Linked DNA regions of Mus musculus: all the other regions are linked to region 1. A link is a contact called in public promoter capture Hi-C data. All regions are on one chromosome and are shown on one strand. The core of a region is the stretch at or near the end of the contact, and the rest is flanking DNA. Distances in the headings are between cores, read along the strand shown.

Region 1 (4,577 bases), core at 1,053-3,552:
GCAAACCAGAGGCACATGCCAGTAGTCCCAACCACAACTCCCAGAAGCTTAGGAGGCATAGGCAAGCGTTTATGAGTTCAAGGCCAGCCTAGTCTATATAGTGAGTTCCAAGATACCCAAGGGCCTTATAATGAGACCCTGATTAAATAATAATAATAATAATAATAATAAATTAAATTTTAAAAAGACAAACCATACACCTTATACATAATTTTGTGGGCTTTCTTGGGCAAACCCAAATCTTTTCCAGAAGCAGATAAGGTAGAAGGAGGCCAATACTATTGGAACTTGTATTATAGAGTAAGTTAATACGTTAATCAACAAAACGCCTATTTTAAAAATATTTGTTTCCCCAAACTTGTGCATTTGGTCTAGAAAGCAGAATTAATATCAACCACAGAAGGAATGTGTTTTTACATAGGCTGCCTCACAGTCCAAGGACGACACGCCCAGAAAAAACTTTAAGTGGCATGCCAAATCCTCACGCAGCACCCAGCTGACACTTAGGACACTATATGCCAATCTAGAAACTCGACCAACACTAACAAATGGAGTTGAACTGTGTTGAACCGGCAGTTGGCTTGGATTAGTTCTTCTAGTTTTGAACCGTTATTGCTAGAACAGGCTCTAGTCAGGAAAACATGCCTTGTTCTCTTCTCCAACCCGCCATGCTCTCACAGCTTCCCTAAACTATGCCCATCTAGATGCCCAATTTCTCCAGGCGGCTCCTAACAGTGCTCACTATTGCTTCTCCCAGCAGGCCCTCACACTCCACCTCCCACACAGGCAAAAATTCACATTAATGCCCAATCCACAGACTACTCTCCCAGCCACCCTCTCATCCTCTCCCACGACCTGGAAACGCAATACAAGCCTCATTCCTTTCCAACTCCTAATATTCTCCAAACTCCCTCTCCAATGGCACTACAAAACCTGGGCACATGCCTTCTGATTTGCTAAATTCTCTCCTACTACAGAGCCTTGCTTCTGCAGTTAACGTTGCTTCCCTACTCATCCGGCACCTCATCCGGCACCGGGTTGGGGGGGTGGGGTGCAACATTGCTCTTTCCTTTACATTCCGATGCACTCTATGCCTGGCCCTCTCTCCCATAGCCTCTGCGCTCCTAAGTGGCTCCTTCCTGTCTCTTGCAAGGATGGAAAGTTACAGAAAGGGTCTGAGGGAGCTCGTCCTGTGGACCGTGGTGGAGCAGCTGCTCTCAAGTCTAAAGCAAACTATTGCTGCTGAGCACAAGCTGGAGTCAGACTCTGTATTTGGAAATCCATCCCCACCAGAAACACTAACAGAGAGGCAGTGAGCAAGCTTGTTCCTAGAACTGAGAAACCGGGACAATAAAACCAGCTATCTCATGGAGTTGTGACGATTCAATGCTCACTTTGCACAGACCCAGCTCGGTAACCTCTCCATGACTGACAGTTTCTCCAGGTCCTCTTCAATGCTAAGGTTCCTGCAGAGTCTCCCCGAGGGACTGAGGGAGGCCAGTGGAAGATGTACTGATAGGCGGGTGTTGCCAAGAATTTTGTCAGATTCCCAAAGTCAGTGTTCTCTTGTCCTTATTACACACACACACACACACACACACACACACACACACACACACACACACGTGAGATACAAGCTATGAATATTTACTTCAAATCCTCCTTCCAGACACTCACCCGAGGGAGTGGAGTGTGCCATGAGGATCTGAGATTGGAAAGGAAACCCCAACGTCCCAAATACCTTCCTCAGGAGGAGCGGAAGGAAGCACCCGAAACGCTAAGAATAAGTGCAGAAAACCGACTCCTCGATCGGGGAGCGAAAGGGAAAGCGCGGCGGCGGCCAGCGGGGCAGGGCTCCCCGGCGCCTTCTTGGAGGGATGCGGGGGTCTGAGCGCGGGAACGGCCGGGGAGGGGGCTCCTCCTCCTGTCAGCCCTCCTCAGCCCTGCGAGCCCCGCCAACCTTCTCCGCCCCCCGGCTCGCGGCCGGCTCACCTGCTGAGACGGCAGCTCCACATGCAGGGCCCGCGCGGGGGCACCGGACGTCAGCGCGGCGGACGGGCCCGGGGGTGGCAGGGGCACCGGGCCCCCGAGCGAGGCGCAGGAGCTCATCTGGACCCCTGAGCCGCCGAGCGGCCAGGTGGGCAGTCCTCCCGCATCGGCCGCTGCCTCCCGAGCTGTGATTCGCAGAGCCCCTACAGCCTAGAAACCGGGCACCGAGAGCCCCAGCAGCTCTGCGCCCGCGCTGGCCACCGCCGCTGGCTAAGGAAGAGCCATATTACCGCAGTGCAACCCCTCCACCCGGCCCAGAGCTGGCGTGCTCATTGGTTCCGTTTCTGAGAGGGCGGGACCCGGTGGCGGCCAAGGGACGTGCTATTGGCCAGTGGGCCCGTCCGTCGTCGGCCGCAATGGCTAGGGGCGGAGGGACTCTAGGATGGCCTCAATTGCGTCTGTCAAACCCGGGCTAAACCTGGGGCGTAACTTCTCTTTGCCTCAGCCTAATTGGCCCTTTCCCTATTGAGGGGTGTGGTCTCCTAGGGAAGCCTCGTGGGCTATTGCTCTAGAGCGCTGTCAGTTGTCAGTGAAACAGGGACGGCTTCTTGATTAGGTAGAGCGCGCGCCTGGTATGTCGTGTCACGTGCAGAAGTCTGGAGAGTCACCTGATTAGTGAGAGTCAGTCCTCTAAGCCACTTCCGCCCTAACCTAGTTGCTATGGTAACAGAGCCTCCAGTGGAGGGCGGGGACCCGCTTGGCACCAGCTGAGTCGGGATGGATGGATGGTCTGACTTCCCGAAGTGTTCTCATCCACGTACAAAAAAAAAAAAAAAAAGCCACGCTTTATGACTGAGAGGGGGAGCCGCCACCGAGCCGCGATCACTGAGACCAAAGATCCATCGGGCAGTCCACCAGCTCTTCAGTGATCCACTCAGACCTGCAAGTCCACGCCCCTTCTAGCTTCTATAACTAGTAAGCTTAGCCACAAAGTGTGCCAGCCAGCCAAGAGACTGTCTCACCTCTGCTGGTGGGATGCTTATGCTCTGCCTAGAAAGCCTTTACTGCTTGTGACTAACGCTTGCTTAGCCATCGTATTTCAGCTGGGGCAGGAGTCCTTCCAAAAGACTTCTCTGAAACTCCGAATTAGGAAACTTGCCTTTACCACAGACCTGCTTATTCTATTGTGTTGTCTTTGTTTGTTTACTTGCTTTGCGCGGGGGCGGGGCGGGGGGAGGGGCGAGATTTGGCTGACCTGCCACTCACCATGTAGCTCAATCTACCTCAGCTCCCCAGGTGCTGGGACTACAGGAGTGTGCCACCACAGCAGCCTCCACTTTGTCTTTTAATAGTCATTTAACACACACAGCCTCCCCGAATTCAAACACTCATATGTGAATTCCTCAACCAAAAGACCTTGTCTGATTCGTCCCTGGATCCGCATTGCTTGCAGATAATAGAGAAATGAATATGAAGGTACAGCTCAAATGCCCTCCCTTCCCTGAAGACTTCTTTGACCATAATAGCAGCTACAGCCATTGCTTCTATAAGTAGCACTGAGTCATTTTGCAGAATATTGATTCCCCCGTCCCCATAGAGTGTGAATTTCTCCACCACCTGGACTGTTATAGCTGAAAGAACACAGTGTTCAGAGAGGCAGACACAACAGGAAGCAGGCAGTTTGGGATTCTGACTGCCACCTTCTAGCTTTGTCACTGAGCAGGTCAGCTCCCCACTGTCTGTCCATGCGCTGAATAGTACTGGTGTCACTGAGGGGGGTGGTAGGTGGGCCAGTATCTGTGCCCATGAAGACTCCAACATATAATAGATGGATTTAAAATCTTTTACTGAGTGGGAAGATGTATATATAGCTCAATGGTTGAGTAGATGCCGAATATTCACAAGGCCTTGGGTTCAATCCCTAGCACTATTTAAGAATTATGTGTATCTGGGCATGATGGCACATGCCTTTAATCCCAGCACTTGGAGGCAGAGGCAGGTAGATCTCTGTGTTCAACGCCAGACTGGTCTGCAGAGTGAATTCCAGGACAGCCAGGATTACAAAGAGAAACCCTGTCTCAACAAACAAACAAACAAAGTATGTGCACATGTTTGTGTGTGTGGACACATTTGTGTACACAGGTATGCATGCAGGTATGTGTGTGTGTGCAGAGATCAGAAGTCAGCCTCAAGTATCGTTCCTCAGGAACCGTCCATCTTGGGGTTTTTTTTGTTGTTGTTTTTTGTTTTGTTTTGTTTTGTTTAAAGATGGAGGTCCCTTGTTAGCCTGGAATTTACAAAGTAGAGCAGGATGGCTGGCCAGTGAGCCCTATGGATCCTCCTGCCTCTGCCTCCCTAGCTCTGGGGTTAGAGGTCTGCACTGCCATGCCCAGCTTTCTCATCAGGATACTGGGGCTGTTATTCAGATCCGGGTAGTTGGACAGAATGCACTTTACCGAGCTATACCCATAGCCCTGCCCCCATCTTAAAATAAATGGTAAGCATATTAACTTTCAGGGGAAATGAGTTGCATCTGACCTTAGGAATGAATTGCTTTGACGTCACAGTCTCTTATTTTGAAACACAGA
Region 2 (4,577 bases), core at 1,516-4,015, 1.7 Mb after region 1:
AACTACCACACCAAATAGAAACCCAGCGTGGCCCCACTTTCATCCCCAGAGGCCCAAGTTCCCAGAATGGTTTGGCTTGGGTGGGGCATACAGTAGAGCTGGGGGGCTCCACAGAGGCTGGGCCAGAAGGGAAGATTAACCCTTAGTTAACCCTTCTCCCCTCTCTCCTTCTCCTGGCCCTGAGCTATTTCTACCTCTGGGCTGGGGATGGAAATAACTTGGGCTCAGCCCCTGGAGACCAAGACAGCTATTTTCATCAGCCCCAAAAGCACAGCTCCAGTCATTCCAGGGAGAACTGAGGGACACCCTGATCCCCAGCCTCAGCTCTAGGCTGAGCACAGCAATGATCAGAATTAGAAAGAGTTGTTGGGAAGAATGGGGAGACAGAGACCCAGACTGGGTAGGGTAAGCACAAGGTCACTCCATTTGCTCTCCACCACAGCAAATGAGAGAGTCAAAGATAGGGGGTTGGGGACATCTTAAGTATGATGAAGGTCACCATCCTTGCACCCCAGGCTGTGCTGCTACTCCAGATACTTCAGAGCCAGGATACATGTTTCCAAGACCAGCTGCAGGCTCTAAAAGGCAGGAGATAGGTCTTCCTGGTGATCTCTGGCTCAGAGGCGGAGAAGGAACAAGAAGACTAAAAACGCCCACTTGCAATTTGTTAGCCACGTGGGCATGCGAATCTCACTACAAACTCAATTGGGGCACCTGTGCCAGGCCTACCAGGCCTGCCAGCCCAAGTCTGATAGATGGGAGCTCAGATATGCCAAGAGCAACTACCAGGAAAGTGGTGATCCTCTCCAAGCACCTCACAGGCAGGCTTGAATCCCAGTCCTGGCACTGTCCTGAGTCTATGTGACCTTGGACAAGCCACTGTGGTTCTCTGGGCCTCAGTTCCTCTAAGAGTCACCACATCTTAGAACCGCTGTAAGGATTCAACAAAACAGCACATTATGAAGTGTTTAAAGGAAAGCCTGTCACTGTCCCCCACCCCAATGTCAAGCCCCCCTTCCAGAGGGTCACCAAAAACAGACCCTCCACATACTACTTCTATCAGATGTGGTACCCCATCGCTACTGCCACCTCTGGAGCTAGGGAGCCCAGATGCCACCCATTCTACATAAATTGAGGCACTGCCCCTCTTGTGGGAGCAGGAGTCTCAGAATGGCCTTTTCCAGAGACCAAGCAAGAACTCCAAGACCAGATCAGAACAGACCATTCATTGCCGGAGAACAAATATTCCCTCTCTTTCCAACCAGGGGGCTGAAAAAGGAGACCTGGGTAGAGAAGTGTCTTTGGATTGAGGTTTCAGTATCTAAAGGGCCAGTGGCTTTTGAGTGGGAGCCTGACATCTTCTTGACCAACTGTGAGCAAGACTGTTTCCAACTGTTCACCAACACATGGGAACCTTGGACCACTCCATTGTGTCACAAGCAGACGCCTGCCCCCACCCCCACTGCAGTCTTTCTGTCTGGAGGGGAGAGGAGAATGGAGAAGACTGACCCAAAAACAATAGAGGATCCCAAAGTGATGATTCACAGGCTATTCACACCTCTCTGCAGACTGGGAGACTGAGGCTTAGCAGGGGTAGATCTGATCACAAAACAGAATACACAGTGCCTTGCTAGATGTTGGGGACTTCAGTGTGTGTGTGTGTGTGTGTGTGTGTGTGTGTGTGTGTGTGTGAGCGTGGAGTGGAGTGGAGACTGAGACCACCTCAGGTCTTCTCTGTGCCAGAGGGGCTAGCCCACCCAATTCTGGCTTCCTCTGCTAGGTCATGTCTGCGTGCAAACTCACTAAACTGAACTCTAAGGGTGTCTTGGAGAGAGATCTTTATTCCCTAGACTCCTGATCTTCCTTGGCCCCTCAAACACTGGAAGGTGTCAGGTTCCTCCTTGTCTTACTCTATCCTAGGCAGGCAGGCAGGCAGACAGTCTCTCTCTCTCTCTCTCTCTCTCTCTCTCTCTCTCTCTCTCTCTCTCTCTCTCCTCCCTCCCCCCCCACCCCGTCCCACATGCACCCTATGACCCCGTGATTCAGGGCTTGCTTAAGTTATTTAGGGTTCCTCTGTTCTACCTTATACTCACAACTAGCCCGGGTCACACTACAGGCCGGCCACACACAGTGACCCCAGTGACCTGGGGTCTCTCACATACACAATCACACACACTCTGCCTGCCTCACACACAGAGCCCCTCTGTGTCGCCCGCTAGGCTCGGCGTCACCGCCCAGTGTCCCAGCCACACGTTCGCCCGGGCCAGGCCGCCTCATGCGCCGTGTCACCCACAGTCACTGGCTGACACCGTTCAGAACACCCCCCCCCTTCCCGGCCGCCCCGCGCTGCAGCCGCACCGAGGCGCCGCCGTCCCGTCCCGCAGCCGGCCTTTGGTGTCAGTCCAAGTTTCCCGGGCTCCCCCGACCCCTTGCACGCCAAGTTCCGCTGCTTCCTCTCGCGCACCTTCTGACAGACTGCGCCGCGCGCGGTGCCGGGAGGACGCGCAGCCCGGGGGCTCCGGGACGCGTAGACAGCACCAGGATGGGACGGGACTGGGCAGGAGAGCGGGGCTGACGCATCCGCCGCTCAGGAGAACTTCCTCGGAGCAGCGGAGCGGGGCTGAGGGCCGTGCGCACCCTCCTTACCTGGCCCGCAGCACCAGCTTCGCTCAGCGTCCGACGCGGCGCCGGGGCCCCGCTAGGCGAGCGCTCGGGGCCGGCCGCGCAGCCTGCGCGCCTTTTGAATGAATCGCCGGCCTGGCCGGGAAGCTGCGCGGCCCCTCCCCTCGCGTCACGGCTTCTGGCCCCGCCCCCGACGTCAGAGCTCCGACTTGCGGCCCCTAACCCCGAGCCCCTCTGCGGGCCAAGGGCTCACGATTCTCCCGCCAGGCCACGCTGCTCCGCATCGCCACCTCTTGAGCCTCCTAGGAACTGCAGGGGCTACGACTAGGATGTTCTTCAGATGCATCCCTTGGGGCGCATCAGGGAGGCGCGGCCGTGTGTGTGTGTGTGTGTGTGTGTGTGTGTGTGTGTGTGTGTGTGTGTGTGTGTGTGTGTGTGTGTGTGTGTGTGTGTGTGTGTGTGTGTGTGTGTGTGTGTGTGTGTGTGTGTATGTGTGGTGTGTGTGTGTGTGTGTGTGCGCATGCATCCCTTGGGGCGCATCAGGGAGGCGCGGCCGTGTGTGTGTGTGTGTGTGTGTGTGTGTGTGTGTGTGTGTGTGTGTATGTGTGGTGTGTGTGTGTGTGTGTGTGCGCGCGCGTGCGGGCGTGTGTGTGTGTGTGTGTGTGTGTGTGGTGTGTGTGTGTGTGTGCGCGCGCGCGTGCGGGCGTGTGTGTGTGTGTGTGTGTGTGTGTGTGTGTGCTCCGAACCAAGAAATCTGGGCTTGTGTGATGCAGCGAAAAGGTGCTTGAGACATGAATGCTACTCAGATCCTGTCACCATTGCCTGTGTAACTAGGGCCACAGCTGCCACTGCCTGGGAATAGTCTTTGGAATTGGTTGTGGGTAAGAGCACCCTCAGTGTCTTGGATGAGACCCAAGCTGGTTTCTAGAATCCCCCACCTAGCTAATAAGAGAGACTATAAGGAATGCTCACCTGGTGAATTCCTTTGGAACCTGGCCTAAATACCCCTTCCTTCAGGGTAGCTGGTTCCTCCCCCAAGTAGGTATGACAATGACAATCCTCTCCCCTAACACCAGCGGTCCCACTCTTCTATCACCAATGCCAGCCATCGCAGTGTCCAGTGGAGGACAGGAGAAGTAACGGACTGGGAGGCCAGGATTTGGGAGGCAGAGGCAGGAAGCTCCTGAGTTCCAAGCCAGCCTGGGCTACATATGGAGACATTGTTTCACAAGCAAGCAAACACAAAAAGAGTGACCAACACTATGAGACATCGTTGTAGAAGCCAGGCAGTAAGTAACCATTGCACTCTTGCAATGGTTATAAACTGGGCCCGTGTGTGGTATGGTGCGGTGGTAGTAGCAGTAGTGGTGCGGTGGCACTAGCAGTAGCACATCTCAGCTCCCACAGCCTTCTCTTCCGTTACCTTCCCACTCCCCCAGCATCATTCAAAGAATCTAAGGTGGCCAGGAGAGCAGGATGAGATGAAACTCGGACAGCACAGAGGAGCCCAGTGCGGGAGACAGAGGCCTGGCTGGAATCAGGATAATCACAGCTCACGGAAGAGGTTGAGGAAGTAAATATGTCTGTTGGGAATGGGTGGGCTGGTAAACAAATTAAGTCATAGAATTTGAGCCACAGAAAGGAAAGGAAAGGAAAGGAAAGGAAAGGAAAGGAAAGGAAAGGAAAGGAAAGGAAAGGAAAGGAAAGGAAAGGTCAGGTCCCCAGAGCCTGGGAAATTCCAGGAGGAGAACTGGACACCTGAGAGACGAGAGGGAGGGGAGAGTTTCCATTAACCTGGCTGAGCCCAGGTTTTGGGGACAGGGCAGAAAAAGTTCCACGTTACTGGTGTCAAAATCATGAGCGCAGCAGGCCTAGTGACTTGTGCTTCTAACCCCAGAGCACTGGAGGCAGAGACAACCAGATCTCCCTGAGTTCTGTGCCAGCCTGGTCTACAT
Region 3 (4,577 bases), core at 1,103-3,602, 1.4 Mb before region 1:
AAGACTTTATTCCTCCTGCCTCTACCTGTCCAGTGCTAGTATCTCGGGCATGAATCACCTGCACAGCTCTTTGCTGCTTTAATGGGCAAGCACAGAACTCTCCTGTGGTAGAACTGCTCATGCACAGCGGGAGTTTCTGCTTTAGCTGAAACTCTCACTGGCCCCTCAAATAGCACGTGCCCACTTCTCTTATCCCACACAATGTGTTTTCCTGTGTGTCAACTAAAAAAACAATGCTAGATTCAAAGAAAGGAGACTTCTGAAGTCTTTCATGTTGCCCCAGGAAGTCAAGCCTACACTGGAAGTCAAGGGGTTTTGTTTACTGTGCCCTGGCTTGAGCCCAGAAGGGCAGTGCTAGGCAGGGTTTCCCTTTTAATGAGTACAAGAAGTATTAAGACTGTCACTAGGTGTCCTTTATTTATATTCATGCCTCTAAAACATTCTTTATAGTTCCACTATCATCCCAGTAAAAGTATTTCATTATTTTAAATGACACACTCTTTTAAAAGGCGCATTTTATCATTAAACAATTTTTGAATTGCTACTGCAGCTAAGCTTTGTGAAAGTAAACAAGTAAATAAGACTTCTGGAGGGTTTTTTTTTCTTGTTTTTGTTTTGTTTTCCTTAGACCGGGTTTCAGTATTTAGCACTGTCTGACAACGAATTTAACATTATCCTCCTCCTCTGCTTCCTGAGTGATGGGATTACAGGCGTGTGCCACCACACCCAGCTGAGAATGATTTGTTTTTAAAGAGCATCTTTAAAAACATTTTAAACTTGAGCCGGACTGTGGTGGCAAACGCCTTTAATCCCAGCACTTGAGAGGCAGAGGCAGGTGGATTTCTGAGTTCGAGGCCAGCCTGGTCTACAAAGTGAGTTTCAGGACAGCCAGGGATACACAGAGAAACCCTGTCTCGTAAAAACAAAACAAGAACAGTTTAAACTTGAAACACACCTTTCATGGGAGTCTACTTAAAAGTCCACGTGCAACTCCACATAAGGAATATGACAAGTAATTTGTAGGAAAAAAGTAGGACGTGAATGCAGCTACAGAACTGCTTCTCCTCGCGGTCAACTACTGACCTATCGTGCACTTTAAGCTCGAAGGAACTTTTTGACCGGATCGTTTCTCAGTAAGAGTGTCAGAAGCAATCTATACCACCTTGGCATGAGAGCCGTAACTGATAAGCTGCCTTTCTAACATTAAAACAATCCCTTTGTGGGCTATTTAAGCCTTTGGCAGTAATCTGCCACGATCTTAGTTTCGGCACCGGAGTGTCTGCTTTCTCTGGGTGTTCAAAACAGCAATGAATGAAGATCTGTATGTTGGCTCCAACTGCTAGGCTGCAAGGTGGTTAGAATAATAAGTGGCCCAGGGTAGGGTGCAGGGGGTGCTCAAATGTATCGGTAAAGAACTTAGAACCTCTGGTCATAGAGGCTCCGGACTGCCAAGTGTTTGGTAGGAATAACAAACCTGCATAGGCCAAAAAGGTGATGAGTGCAGCCAGCAGGTGGATGCGAAGCTTGGTTCGGACCTCCTGGAAGTGCAGTAGAGCGCTGTGGAAAATAAAGGAGCAGATGGCCTCTATGATGATCGCTTTGGACATGTCGGTGTGGATGGGATTCCTGCAAGCTAAGATCCTTTCGTCGTAATGGTACTTGGTCAGACTCAGGCTCCACAGGGCGCTTATGCAGTACCTGCTGCACAGGGCGCTAACCAGCTGAGCCAACAACCTCACGGCACCCATTTCGGGGGACATACCCCCCAGAATCATCTGCATCATCACGCCGCACGGGTTGCTAGCTGTGCCCACCAGGGTCAGGCCATGCACCAAGGAAAAGAAGTAGATCAGTGTCAGAGTCCAGGTGGGGTGCGCAGAGTCCTGCTCGCTCAGCACTTGGAGCTCGTGGGTGCAGCAGCAGAGCTGGAAGGTAGCTAGAAACTCCAGGACGAAGGCGTGGACCACGGGCCTGTGTAGCTGTTGCCGGGCGATCACGCGGGCCAGCCCCACGAACAGCACGAACAGCAGCATTAGCCCCAGCGAGATGCAGGTGTCCTGCACCTCGGGCCGGAGCCCCAGTAGCGCGGACATGGCTCCCTCACCGCTGGGGATGGCTGAGGGCGGCAGGGACAGAGGAGCGTCGGGGGCTGGAGTCCGAAGTCCGCCGCCCCGCCCTCCCACGCCCCTCAGGGGCGGGCCGAGTGGAGAGCCCGGGTTCCGCGCTGGAGGGCTCCTCCCCTCCCCGGCTGCGCTGTGCAGATGTGACCTGAGCCGGGGAGGGGGGGAGGGCGGGGGAAAGGAGGCGGCGAGGGAGCTGTCCCTGGGCACTGGCGGAGGGGACAACGGTCTGTAGAGCCCCACGCGCACCCGCCTTCCGCCGCCTCCCTCAGCACAGGGCCAGGGCCCCGAGACCACTGCGCACGCGCGTGGCGCCCGAGCTCTGGGCTCTCAGCGCCGGACCCCGAGCCTAAGACCGCACCACGCTGGTGCTAGAGCATGTGGCGATCGGAGCGTGGCTTGGGAACTCTGCCTTGATCTTTGCACACTCCGGAAACTGTACTCCACGGAGCCCCAGAGGTCATCTTTGCAGCCACCCCGTTTTTACTAATGGAGAGACTGAGGTTGAGGAGCGAGGAGGTGACCCTCAGGGAAGGAGCTGTGGTCAACTGGGAGTGGGCGTGAGAACCGAGGTTTGACTGGTTTGACAAGGTGTTAGAGCTTTGGTTTTCTTCACCCACACTCGAACTTTTTTCGTAAGTGTGGGGGAAAATATATATATCCATTTATGTGTAAAATTGACGTTAATTATATTCACACTTTATCTAGCTATCGCCACTATTTCCAAACTTTGGATGTTGTGTTTTATTTTTTATCGAATGCATTTGCTTAATTATCTAATTGTCTTATTTATGTTTATATATGTGCATACACACACACACACACACATATATATATATGTATGTATATACATACATACATACATACATACATACATACATACGGGGGTCGCTGTGCCCAATCTCATGTGTTCCACAAGGTGGGTCCCAGGGATCAAACTCAAGTCCTCAATTGGGCACCTTTACCTGCTGGAAGCACCTTGCCTGCAGGTGGTGGTTTAGGCATGAAGTCCTCAAAGTTTATAATGTTTATGTTATCTTCATCATGAGATATTAAAATACTAAGAAAACATTGTTTGCTTGTTCTCATTGGCATCCAGTGTGGGAAGGAAACCCTTGGATTGGTTGGCTTCCCAGAATCCTGGGACAACCTGAGGCAGGATGGAAAGAAGGGAGTTTGAGGGGCCATGGAAAGGAAGCTAGCCTGGAGCTGAAGTCTTGCACCAGCTGAGAGTCAAGTATTCCAGCACAGTTAACATCTATTGTGAAGTTTGCCTTATAGATATCCCAAATAAGAATATTAAAATAGGTGCTGGTGAGATGGCTCAGCGGTTAAGAACACTGACTGCTTTTCCGGAGGTCGTGAGTTCAAATCCCAGCAACCACATGGTGGCTCACAACCATCCTTAATGAAAAACAAATAAAAAACCTATGGTCCAGTGCGAGCGGGGCCGGAGCAAAAGGGAAGGGGGGAAAAAGGGAATATTAAAATAGTTCTGGAAGTCACTTTCTGAGGCGACCTTCCTCCTAGATGGTCTTTGTGACTTCCAACCATGGCATACCAGGGCCAGGGCCACAGAAGGTGTGGAGGGTGATGGTGCAGTCCGCCAACCTCAAGTTCAGATACTTGCCAGGCAGATTCCGGTGTGGCTGTGTGAGCAAGTGAATATTGGGAAAGAGGGATAGATGGCTGCATTATTGGCATTGAGGAGTACTTGAACCTCGTATTAGATGATGCAGACAAGATTCACCGTAAAACAAGAAAACAGCCGGGCTGGATCATGCTGAAAGATTTCTGAGTTTGAGGCCAGCCTGGTCTACAGAGTGACCTTCAGGACAGCCAGGGCTACACCGAGAAACCCTGTCTTGGGAAAAAAAAAAAAAAAAGTCTTCTAATGGGAACACAGTCTGAAACATTTATTTATGTTGTTTCGGTAGCCCTTATGCTATTATTATATAACAATAAGTGCTGTAAGGTTGTTTTGTCTCACACACACACACACACACACACACACAGAGAGAGAGAGAGAGAGAGAGAGAGAGAGAGAGAGAGAGAGAGAGAGAGAGAATGTTAGAATAGGGATTAAGGAAACATAACCTTTCCCCCAGTTTTCTAGTTTTCTCATGAGGAGCTCCATTTAGTGAAAGATATATCTAATCTCCCTTGAATAACCTTTGTGACCCAGGATTTACCTCATCAGGTTGTAATCATATCCAAGACATCTTATGACTCACTCTATACTCATATTTACCAAAAAGGATGTGTGTGTGTGTGTGTGTGTGTGTGTGTGTGTGTGTGTGTGTGTAATAATAGGAAGGAGCCCTTAGAAAAACTTCCATCAATGGAATTCTAAAAGCTTCTAAAATCAACATGCAATTGTGTGCAGTTGTGGCCAAGCCACTTAACTACAATTCCTGAGAAGCCCACACCCAAACTATGGTTGGCTATTGTCCTGTC

The links. Promoter capture Hi-C pulls out the DNA fragments that hold promoters and counts their contacts.
Region 2: a contact with region 1 is called in a promoter capture Hi-C map of pre-B cells, with 4 times the contacts expected there. The contact joins the promoter of Relt here to the promoter of Uvrag in region 1. A contact is called at or near these places in 2 of 39 promoter capture datasets (liver and pre-B cells) and 1 of 9 other capture datasets (liver).
Region 3: a promoter capture Hi-C map of liver shows a contact between it and region 1, with 3 times the contacts expected there. The contact joins the promoter of Aqp11 here to the promoter of Uvrag in region 1. A contact is called at or near these places in 2 of 39 promoter capture datasets (liver and pre-B cells) and 1 of 484 Hi-C or Micro-C datasets (pre-B cells).

What each region holds. Positions count from the first base shown.
Region 1 is chr7:99,138,842-99,143,418 of GRCm38.p6, forward strand. It overlaps Uvrag (UV radiation resistance associated gene), which reads right to left and starts at 2,303. Exons shown (of 15, transcript NM_178635.3): 1 at 1,993-2,303. The coding sequence starts at 2,109.
Region 2 is chr7:100,860,648-100,865,224 of GRCm38.p6, forward strand. It overlaps Relt (RELT tumor necrosis factor receptor), which reads right to left and starts at 2,766. Exons shown (of 11, transcript NM_177073.6): 1 at 2,647-2,766.
Region 3 is chr7:97,735,895-97,740,471 of GRCm38.p6, forward strand. Aqp11 (aquaporin 11) reads right to left here and starts at 2,353. Exons shown (of 3, transcript NM_175105.3): 1 at 1,475-2,353. The coding sequence starts at 2,093.